Linked DNA regions of Mus musculus: region 1 is linked to region 2. The links are chromatin contacts, called in public Hi-C maps. All regions are on one chromosome and are shown on one strand. Each heading gives the region's core, a stretch centred on a gene start, on an enhancer-like site or on the middle of the called end of the contact. The rest is flanking DNA. Distances are from core to core; before and after follow the strand shown.

Region 1 (4,463 bases), core at 1,342-3,841, 370 kb before region 2:
GAAGAACACCAATATCAACCAACCAGACCCTCCCAGAGCTCCCAGGGACTAAACCACTAACCAAAGAGGACACATGGAGGGACCCATGGCTCCAGCTGCAGATGTAGCAGAGGATGGCCTTGTCTGGCATCAATGGGAGGAGAGGCCCTTGGTCTGTGGAGGCCTGATACATAGGGGGATGCTAGGGTGGTGAGGTGGGAGTGGGTGGGTGGATGGATGGGGGGCGAGCACCCTCATAGATGCGGGGGGATGGTGGGTGGGATGAACGCAGTGATCTCAGCACTCAGTAAGAGGTGGATGAGGGGAGGTTTCCAGCTGGGTGTGTGAGAGCGCTCATTTCCCAGGACTATAGGGAGGGACCTTGATGGAAGGGAAAAAAGCCAGAGAAAGTCACAGAAGCAAGGAAAGGGGGAGGGGGGGAGGGAAGTGGGGAAAGCAGACAAGGGAAACAGGGAGAGAGGGAAGCAGACAAGGGAAATAGGGAGAGAGGGAAGGAAGTGGACACAGGAGAGAAGAAGAGAGATCAGAGGTGGTGGTGGGCGAGCTTTTCATTGCTGCTCAGCTGAGGAGTAGAGGCTGGCCTCTCCTCCCCATTCTGGGATTAAAGGTGTGTACCTCCATACTGGGATTGTCATGTGCTGGGGATGGAACCCAGGGCTTCATGCATGCTAGCCAAGCACTCTAACAACTGAGGCACATCGCAGCCCAGAACTTCAAAGTCTAAAAACTATTTTTTTTCCCCAGTGGTGTTACAATGACTCTACTTTTGGGCCCTTCTGGAAAGTGCCTGTAGATGTGGGAGAAGAAGCAGCAAAGGCAGCCACACGTGGGTGTCTGTGTTCTGGGTTATGCAGGACAATTGAAAGAAAGAGCTACTGCAGGATGGATTTAGCCTTCTCAGCAACAGGGAGCAGCCGCCTCTGAAGGACTGAACATTGATAGCTTCCTAGGAGCTCCTTCAGCAAGTCAATTTCCACACAGCAAAACTCCTTATCTGATCTGAGAGTTGTCTTGACAGACACATATGCAGTTCTTCCCGGTAAGCTAGACTTCCTGGTTTGCCAAGCGTGTTTCTGGACTAAGTAATGCAAAGGCTCTGAGAATCCTTCAAAAGGATTAACCCTGCAAAGTCTCAGCTAACAATCACTGATAAAAGGCCACTTCAAAGCTGAGGTGCCATCCCTCCAGGTTCCTGCCAGATGCAAGGGTTCTGCTACAACTCTGCTACACATGGGGCCAGACCTCCAGCCTATGACGTTTCTCAGTATCTCTCAGGAGAGACAGACTCTCTGGGAGCTGGGATCTGTCTGGAAATCCCAGGCTTGCTTGCCCAGCAGTGCACATCTTTTAAAAAATGATATATCATTATTATTAAAATTTTACCTCAGAGACACATGTCACTGTGATTTCCCCTACAGGGGTTGCAAGGGTTAATTTTTCAAAGGGAAAACCTGGATACTTAACAGATTCTTTCAGGCCTGGTAAGAAGTTAAAATAATGTTCATTTCCAACTTCAGAGAGAAGGCTAACCACTGAGGAGAAAGCTCCTTTTCTCCAGAGTAAAGTTTGCTAAATGGAAGCTTGTGGGTTTCCTTCTTGTCCGAAACTTACAATTTTCCCGCTGCTCTCTGCTGAGCTGCTATGTGTCTGTAGGGGTGGAGCCAGAAACCACTTTTGAAATAAATAGAGAGTTGCAATCTTCTGCCTTGGACATTTGCAAATCATTGCGTGGCAGTGGATCTCAAAATCAGAGGCCTCAACTGTCAGTAGGCCAGCATTTGGGACCTACTGCTAGAGTGTTTAATTCCTAGATCCGAAGCTCAATAATTTACATTTCAGACAAGCTTCCAGATGAGAGTGTCACTCTTCTGGAGGCTGCATTTGGAAAACAATTAAAACAATTAAGTTTTCTGTCAGTCAGGGACAACCTACTTACTCTTCCCGGGAAGTCCCCAGGACCAGCGCCTGTCAGTGTGGAAGGGCAAGAGTGGGCCCTGTATTGGCGCCCAGGCACCAGGCGACCTCAGGACTCTCTAGCATGCTGACACCCACGTTCTATGGGCTGCCTCTTTTGAATCTTGAAGGCTCAGTTTGTTTTCAGGCCTCCCCTAAAAAGACGGAAAAAAAAAAAAAAAAAGAACTGGACGAATCTAGAGCCTTCCATAGGTTCTGGAATTTTTCTGGAGTAACTGTAAATGCGAAATTGGGCAGATTTCCCTGTGGCATGGATTAACTTTAGAGGATCCATTTCTGAAACGAGGCTGCATAGTCACATGGTGAAAACTCACCAAGCCCTTTCATCTGGCTGACATTTCAGTGGTCTCAGCCCTCAGCCGCAGTGCCCCCTTTCTTCCATCTAGGAAGAATTTCAGGCTGAGCCAGTGGTTCTCACAGGAGCTCATCTTTCCTCCTTCCCCCCACCCCCCATTCCTTTTTTTTTTTTTTTTTTTTAACCCACCTTTCCTCACCTGCAGTTCTCAGTTTCTCCACTTGAGGTCTCACTAGGACAGCGATTTTCTTAGTCCTCGGCTGTTTAGGACGGATTTGGAACAAGCCTTGGGGGTGGCTGGGCAGGGGCGGTGGGTGTGGGGGTGAGGGATGGGTGTGTGGTGGGGGAGAAGCCATCTCTGCCTAACTCATAGCTGGCTTGATTGATTTGTTCAGGGAGCTCTCTGGTTAAAGAAGGATTAAGCAAGGAGTCGTCCTCAGTGGGACGAATGGCCTTGCAAGGCTTCCTGAAGGGGCCATTTTCCTTTTTCGGACAGTGTCACAGCTGTCCTATGTGGAGAACTAGTAACGCTAGGACATTGATTGTGGCTAAGAAAAGACTGGTAGATCATTTCTCCAAGTTCTAGTCGCTATCCTCTCCACGTAACAGGGTGTGTCTGTCAGTCTTCAGGGACAGGGCAGCTTTAAAAGTCACTGCACACTTCCCTGACGGATGGATCGCTCCTCTGCCTCTGCTTGGCTAAAACTGTGGAGCTGAAATCCATCATGGCAATGCTTTCCTGGCTCACAGTTTTTTGTTTTGCTGTATTTACCCAGTGGCCTCTGAACCTAAGATGTACACACCAAATTAACTCTGTGACAGTCCATGTCTGGTCTGCTCCTCCCAGTCCCAGTCACTGTGCGACTCATGGAAGGTTCCTGCAGACTATTTTGGAAAAAAAAATTACATTTAAAGCTCAACATGGGGGCTGCAGAGATGCTCAGTGGTCAAGAGCACTGCCTACTTTTCTAATTCCCAGCAACCACATGGCAGCTCACAACTGTCTGTGACTCTAGCTCCAGGGGATCTGACACCCTCCCACAGACAGGTAGTCAAAACACCAAATGCACATAACATAAAAATAAATAAATTAAATAAAAAACTCAAATGGGCCAGAATGCTAAATTCAGTTATGATTCTTTGTCCTCTACAAAAGTTTGCCCAAAGGTGCCGTGCATTTGCTATGGAAAAAGACAGCCCATGAGAAGGACCATGCATATTTAGCCAACATCTGGATTTCATAATTGTGTGCACATGAAGGCAGAATTGAGGTGGATACTGACATGTGTGTTTCTATGATTGCCTGTTTGGCTTTTAGATTATTTTCTGTTGCAGGGTTTCTGGTCTCTTTAAGAACACACTATAGGGGAACTGGAGAGATGTCTCATCGATCATAGAGATGTCTCACTGCTCCTCCAGAGGTCCTGAGTTCAGTTCCCAGCAACCACAGGGTGCCTCACAACCATCTGCAGTGGGATCTGATGCCCTCCTCTGGTGTGTCTGAAGATGTGTGTACTTACATACATAAATCAAATAAATAAATAAATCTTAAAAAAACATCCTGGAAAAGAGAGACGGTGGCGTTCACCTGCCGGGTTCCAGCGCTCAGCTAATGAGCAGCCTCCTGGGAAACGGACGCCAGCCTATCTGGGCATTTCCTGAAATGTTTCCGTACTGCATGAAGAAATCAGATGCTTCGACTTGAAACGTGCGTGTCTATGTGAGTTTGAAGGACCAGGTAAAGCAGGTTTTTTACTTGTACTTTTCCTTCTTGGGCCTTGCTGTTCTTTCGTTAGTAACTGAACACTAGTTTGTTTCCTCCCCGCCCCCTGGCAGTCCTGACTTTTTTGCACAGCCTGACTTTCCGATAACTTCCTGTGGAAAATGCAGGTGGAGGCGGACTCTCAACAAGCCCAATGAGCAAGTTAATGTTAATTAAGCAATTAATGAGCAAACTTGGCCCAAGGACTTCTTGCAGTCAGCTGGTCCCTACATCAATCCATGGTGTAGGGAGCCATATTACCTTTCTCCAGCTTACGGCAAAGCTGGAGTCCTTTCTGGGGATGCAGACTCACTCACTTTAATTTCTACCAAGTTGTGCTGGAACTCTGTATATGAAGTCTGTCCCAAGAGAAGGGAGCTCTGATGCCCACCACTCTCGATAGGATGCTTTGGGGAAAGATGGGGATGGGAG
Region 2 (4,318 bases), core at 1,558-4,057:
TTGTTGTTTGTATATTTTTATTGGGTAACTAATCAGGAGCAGACTAACCCATGGGAGTTGCTAATTCTGCTTTTCTCAACAGTAATTAGCTCTCTGTAGTGCTTTGTCTAGAGGTGGGAGGTCTGACATTGACCTCCTTCAGTGTAAGCATATCTGTTGGTATTATCATTGTCCAGGTCCTATTTATGCAGAATGTTTGAAGAGAGGCAGTCACTTTTTGACAGTCATGATGCAGAAGTTAGAACAGATCATTTAAAAAAATACTTATTTTTATTTGTATGTGCATATATGCATACCCATGTCTGAGTGTTTATGCAATGTGCATGCAGTACCCATGGAGGCCAGGAGAGGGCCCTGGATCTCCTGGAGCTAAGGATATAGGCAGCTGTGAGCTGCCCAGCGTAAGTCCTGGAACCCAAACTCAGGATCCCTGCCAGGGCAGAGATCACACTTAACCACTGTCCCATCTCTCCAGGCCCTAGGGTGGCTCTTTTAATGATAAGAATAACATGTTTTTAAAATGTCAGATTCCACAAGGAAAATAACTCTGCCTCTTCCCTACCATTCTGACATATTCCTGAGAGTGAGTTCTCATGAAAACTCACAAGAACACAGGAGAGAGAGAGAGAGAGAGAGAGAGAGAGAGAGAGAGAAGAAAATGAGTTGCCTAATAGTATCTATCATGAAAGGATTTTTTTCTTTGACTTCTTTTTGCCTACTTCAGTGTAAACGGGGACAGAAAACTGAAAATAAACCCAGAAGGTTGTCTGAGCCAAACAACTTGGCTGAAATGCTATAGGGGATCGGCCTCCTCATGTGTCACCAAACAAGAGAATTGGGGTTGGCATCTCTGATCGTCAAACAAGATGAAAATCCCCCCCCCCATTTCTATGCTTCCAGGAGGCTAGCAGATGACACTGGAGAAAGGAAGTAGAGTTTGGAGCAATCATCCCCAACCCCTCCTCAAAGGATGATGGGAAAGCCTCAGGGAGAAGTGATTCTCCAGCCCAGGCTTCTGCTCGAGTAAACTACACGTGCATTAGCAACACAGGAGGTAATAGGTACTTTAGATATTTAAATAGGCAAAGACAAGCTCTTACAGCCAAAATGATTTAGGAGGCACTGTCAATTCACATATAAGAAGCAGGAGGACTTTAATTTCCCACTTCTCCATGTCCTACTGAGATTCATTAAACATACTTAGATTATACACTCATCTATACACACCATGTCTCCAGGGTGTGACAGTTTCCATTAAGGCCCAGCAGCACAGTATGGCAGAGGGTGGTGACTCCATCTACATCCTAATGTACTGCTTAATTAGAGATCTCTGCCTCACCCATCACTATAAGAACAAACAAGCACGCCCTCTTCACTAGAGAAGATTCTATGGAATTCCATGGAATTCTATCTTTGAGTTAGAAGTCAACTTCTGAACACCTGCATCTGGGAAGATATATAGCAAATGCCCTCAATTGTAATACCATCCTGAAGGAGATTAGCCCTTCTAAAAGATGTGGGGAAATACCATCTTAGCTTTAATCCAAAGAGCACCTTTGTGAGACAATTCCATTCGTACTGTGTACACACCTGATTGCAGATAGTGAGGACAGACTAAGAGCATCATTTTCAATGGGTCTTATAATTTTGTCAGTAACTTATTTCACATTTAAATGACCAAACAAAAATATTGCCAGAACCTAAACATAAAATCATTTCATTCTATTTTTAAAAGACAATCGAGCATTTTGGTTTCCATCAAAGCTATTCAGTTTAATAGTTTGTGTGCTGTTTCCTGCTAGCTCCAATGCTGAGAGGCTGTTCATAATAGAAATATCTATAAAAACAATCACACCAACTGAGTTTTACATGGAAATAGAGCATTGAACAGTTTCTATACAGTACAGAAATGGTTTTCCAAAAGAGGCTGCAAAAATACTTATAAAGCAGTAGAGGGAATTAGCTGAATGCAGTGGATTGACAAGCTATCAACAAAATAACACACATTTTTCATGAAAATGGCTAAATGACTATTTACTTGATGAACTGCAATGTAATGGTGCTGAAGGAGCCTTTTTTCTGCACTGGCAAAATAATGTGTGTTTACCAAAACTGGGTAATTATAGAGTCATCATATAAAGTACTGTCTGTGCCTGCCAAGGAACGAGATGAACCTGCTACCGGGTAAGGCCTGGAAACTTGGCTCTGGTTATTTCTAACTCTAACACAGCAGACAAGAATGGGCAAACAATATGCAGAAGAATGACTGAAGGAGGAAAAGGTCTTCCTTAAATAAAGATAGAGTCTACCAGCTAAACCCGTGATTCTAATGTTACTGATGTTGAAGATGGAAGGTGTTCACATGGCTTGAAGAGGAAAGCATAGCTTTGAACACATAACCATTTAGTTCAAAATGATATTCTTTTTCATTAGATGTATTTGGAAGACTAACGATAAATCTTATTTTAACTTAAAAGATAGATTCCCTGTGTAAGGGAAATTAGTAATAACATCTGAGAAAGGAAGTTGACAATATTTGATTGTTGAAAGGCAACTCCTTCAGAGAACACACGGACTCTTGGAGCCAATGGAAAGTGTTTATTTGCTGGCCAGCAAGCTACACAAGAAAGTTGCCCAAATCATGTAACTTACTGTTCTTTATATGTGCAAAAATCATATCCTGTGGACACACATCAATTAGCAAGAACTGTTAGCAGTAAACAGAGCTACAGATGCTACACAGCAAAGTGAGGACACTCAGGGGCCTTCCCAGAACTAGGAACTAGGACAGATTAGGTCTTAATTCTCGTTTGGCAGGTGTGATGGTCTATGAGCTGGGCTCTTAGTTCAGAATGGTGCCTTGTTCCTCTAACATGGAGTCAGGTGTGCTAAGGTATACAGTCCAAATTAGCACAGTGCATGGTCTACTTCTCTTTCTGTTGCTGTAATACACACCACGACCAACTACTACTTGGATAGAATAGCTTGGATAGAATATCTTACAGGTTATAGTCTATCATAAAGAGAAGCCTAGGTGAACATGCAGACAGGAACTGAAGCAGAGACCAGACACTCTGGAGGAGCATTACTCGCTGGCTTAATTCTTCTATTTCTCATACAGTCCAGAAACGTCTGCCTAGAAATGGCACAGCTCACAGCAGACTGTGTCCTTCTACATCAATAAATAAAATGCCCCATAGCCATGCCCACCAGGCCAGTTCTGATGGGGACAGTTCCTCAACCGAAGGTCCCTCTTTCCAAAGACGCTAGTCTGTATCACTTTGACAAAAACTAACCAGTAAAAAAAATATATATAAATCCTGGTCATTTGCTTTCAGATAAATAGTTTTTTATATATAGTTAAATCAATGGATACAGAGATTCACAATATATAAAATAATATTTTAATAGATAATTCAAATAGTTAAATGTCTAATATGGGAAGCTTGGGAAAGAATCTCTTTGGGGAACACAGAGGTCAAAATGTAAGGAACATCTGCCGTTGGTGTAATACCTGTCTCAGAATAAGAAGTAGCCACTTCTGCTAAACACTATTAAGAGCTTAATACAGCTCAAAGCAGACAAGCAAACAAACCCCTAAGGGATGTCAGCAGAGGTGAAGACCACTGGCAGCACCAACCTACAAGGAATCTCTCTGGTTCTCTGGGGACAGCATTTGGCATCCTCACGTGTTTTAGTTGACCAACAAGTAAAGTGTTTTAAGCCCCTCTCATGACACTGACAAAGAATAGTTATAACTTTTTCGTTTTAAATAGGAATAATGTAACTTATCACAACTTTCAGAGATAGCACCCATTTCTTCCGATAAATAGTCTTCTCTTTGGTCATATAATAGGGTAGAAAAAAGCGGTGCAAAACTGGATAAAGGCTTCAGTCAAGATCAAAACTGAATTAGTCACAGGCTTTAATATTGTGCCTGCCATTGTAGTGTTTTCTGATCTTCTAAAAATTCACTTAAAGAATTCACTGAATTAGTCAGAGTGGGCATATTGTCTTGGGACTGACATTAGGTGATGGAGTCTGTTCTTTTTGTGTGAGTGTGCACGTGCGTGTGTGCATGCATGTGTGTGCGTGTGTGCGTGTGCATGCATGCGTGTGTGTGTGTGTGTGTGTGTGTGTGTTAAGTTTCTAACAGTGGTTATAACCTAGATGGATTATGATGAAGACTTCCTGCTCAGAAGGTCCATACAGACAGAGAGAACACGCACAACTCTGCAGGATCTGGAAGCATCGTTTCTGGGACCATTTGGATCTTTGGCTTTCTACCTGCCCCTTGCCTCCTGAATTACCAGTTCAT

What was found. Hi-C and Micro-C count contacts between places; a contact is called where the count stands out from the background.
Region 1: a Hi-C map of rod photoreceptor shows a contact between it and region 2, with 4 times the contacts expected there. The contact joins two enhancer-like sites. A contact is called at or near these places in 5 of 484 Hi-C or Micro-C datasets (embryonic stem cells and rod photoreceptor), 4 of 115 datasets of contacts at active chromatin or transcription factors (embryonic hindbrain, embryonic stem cells and forebrain) and 1 of 9 other capture datasets (embryonic stem cells).

The regions. Positions count from the first base shown.
Region 1 is chr5:23,223,314-23,227,776 of GRCm38.p6, reverse strand. All of the region lies in intron 2 of Lhfpl3 (lipoma HMGIC fusion partner-like 3), which reads right to left. Among named protein-coding and RNA genes, the nearest start is that of Gm17434, 89 kb to the left of the region's middle. Within about 2 kb of position 2,591, at least 110 of the 459 cell types and tissues checked have an H3K27ac peak or open chromatin away from gene starts, as enhancers often do. A contact at or near this core is called in rod photoreceptor, where this site is marked.
Region 2 is chr5:22,857,635-22,861,952 of GRCm38.p6, reverse strand. All of the region lies in intron 1 of Lhfpl3 (lipoma HMGIC fusion partner-like 3), which reads right to left. Among named protein-coding and RNA genes, the nearest start is that of A930003O13Rik, 110 kb to the right of the region's middle. Within about 2 kb of position 2,807, at least 3 of the 459 cell types and tissues checked have an H3K27ac peak or open chromatin away from gene starts, as enhancers often do. A contact at or near this core is called in rod photoreceptor, where this site is marked.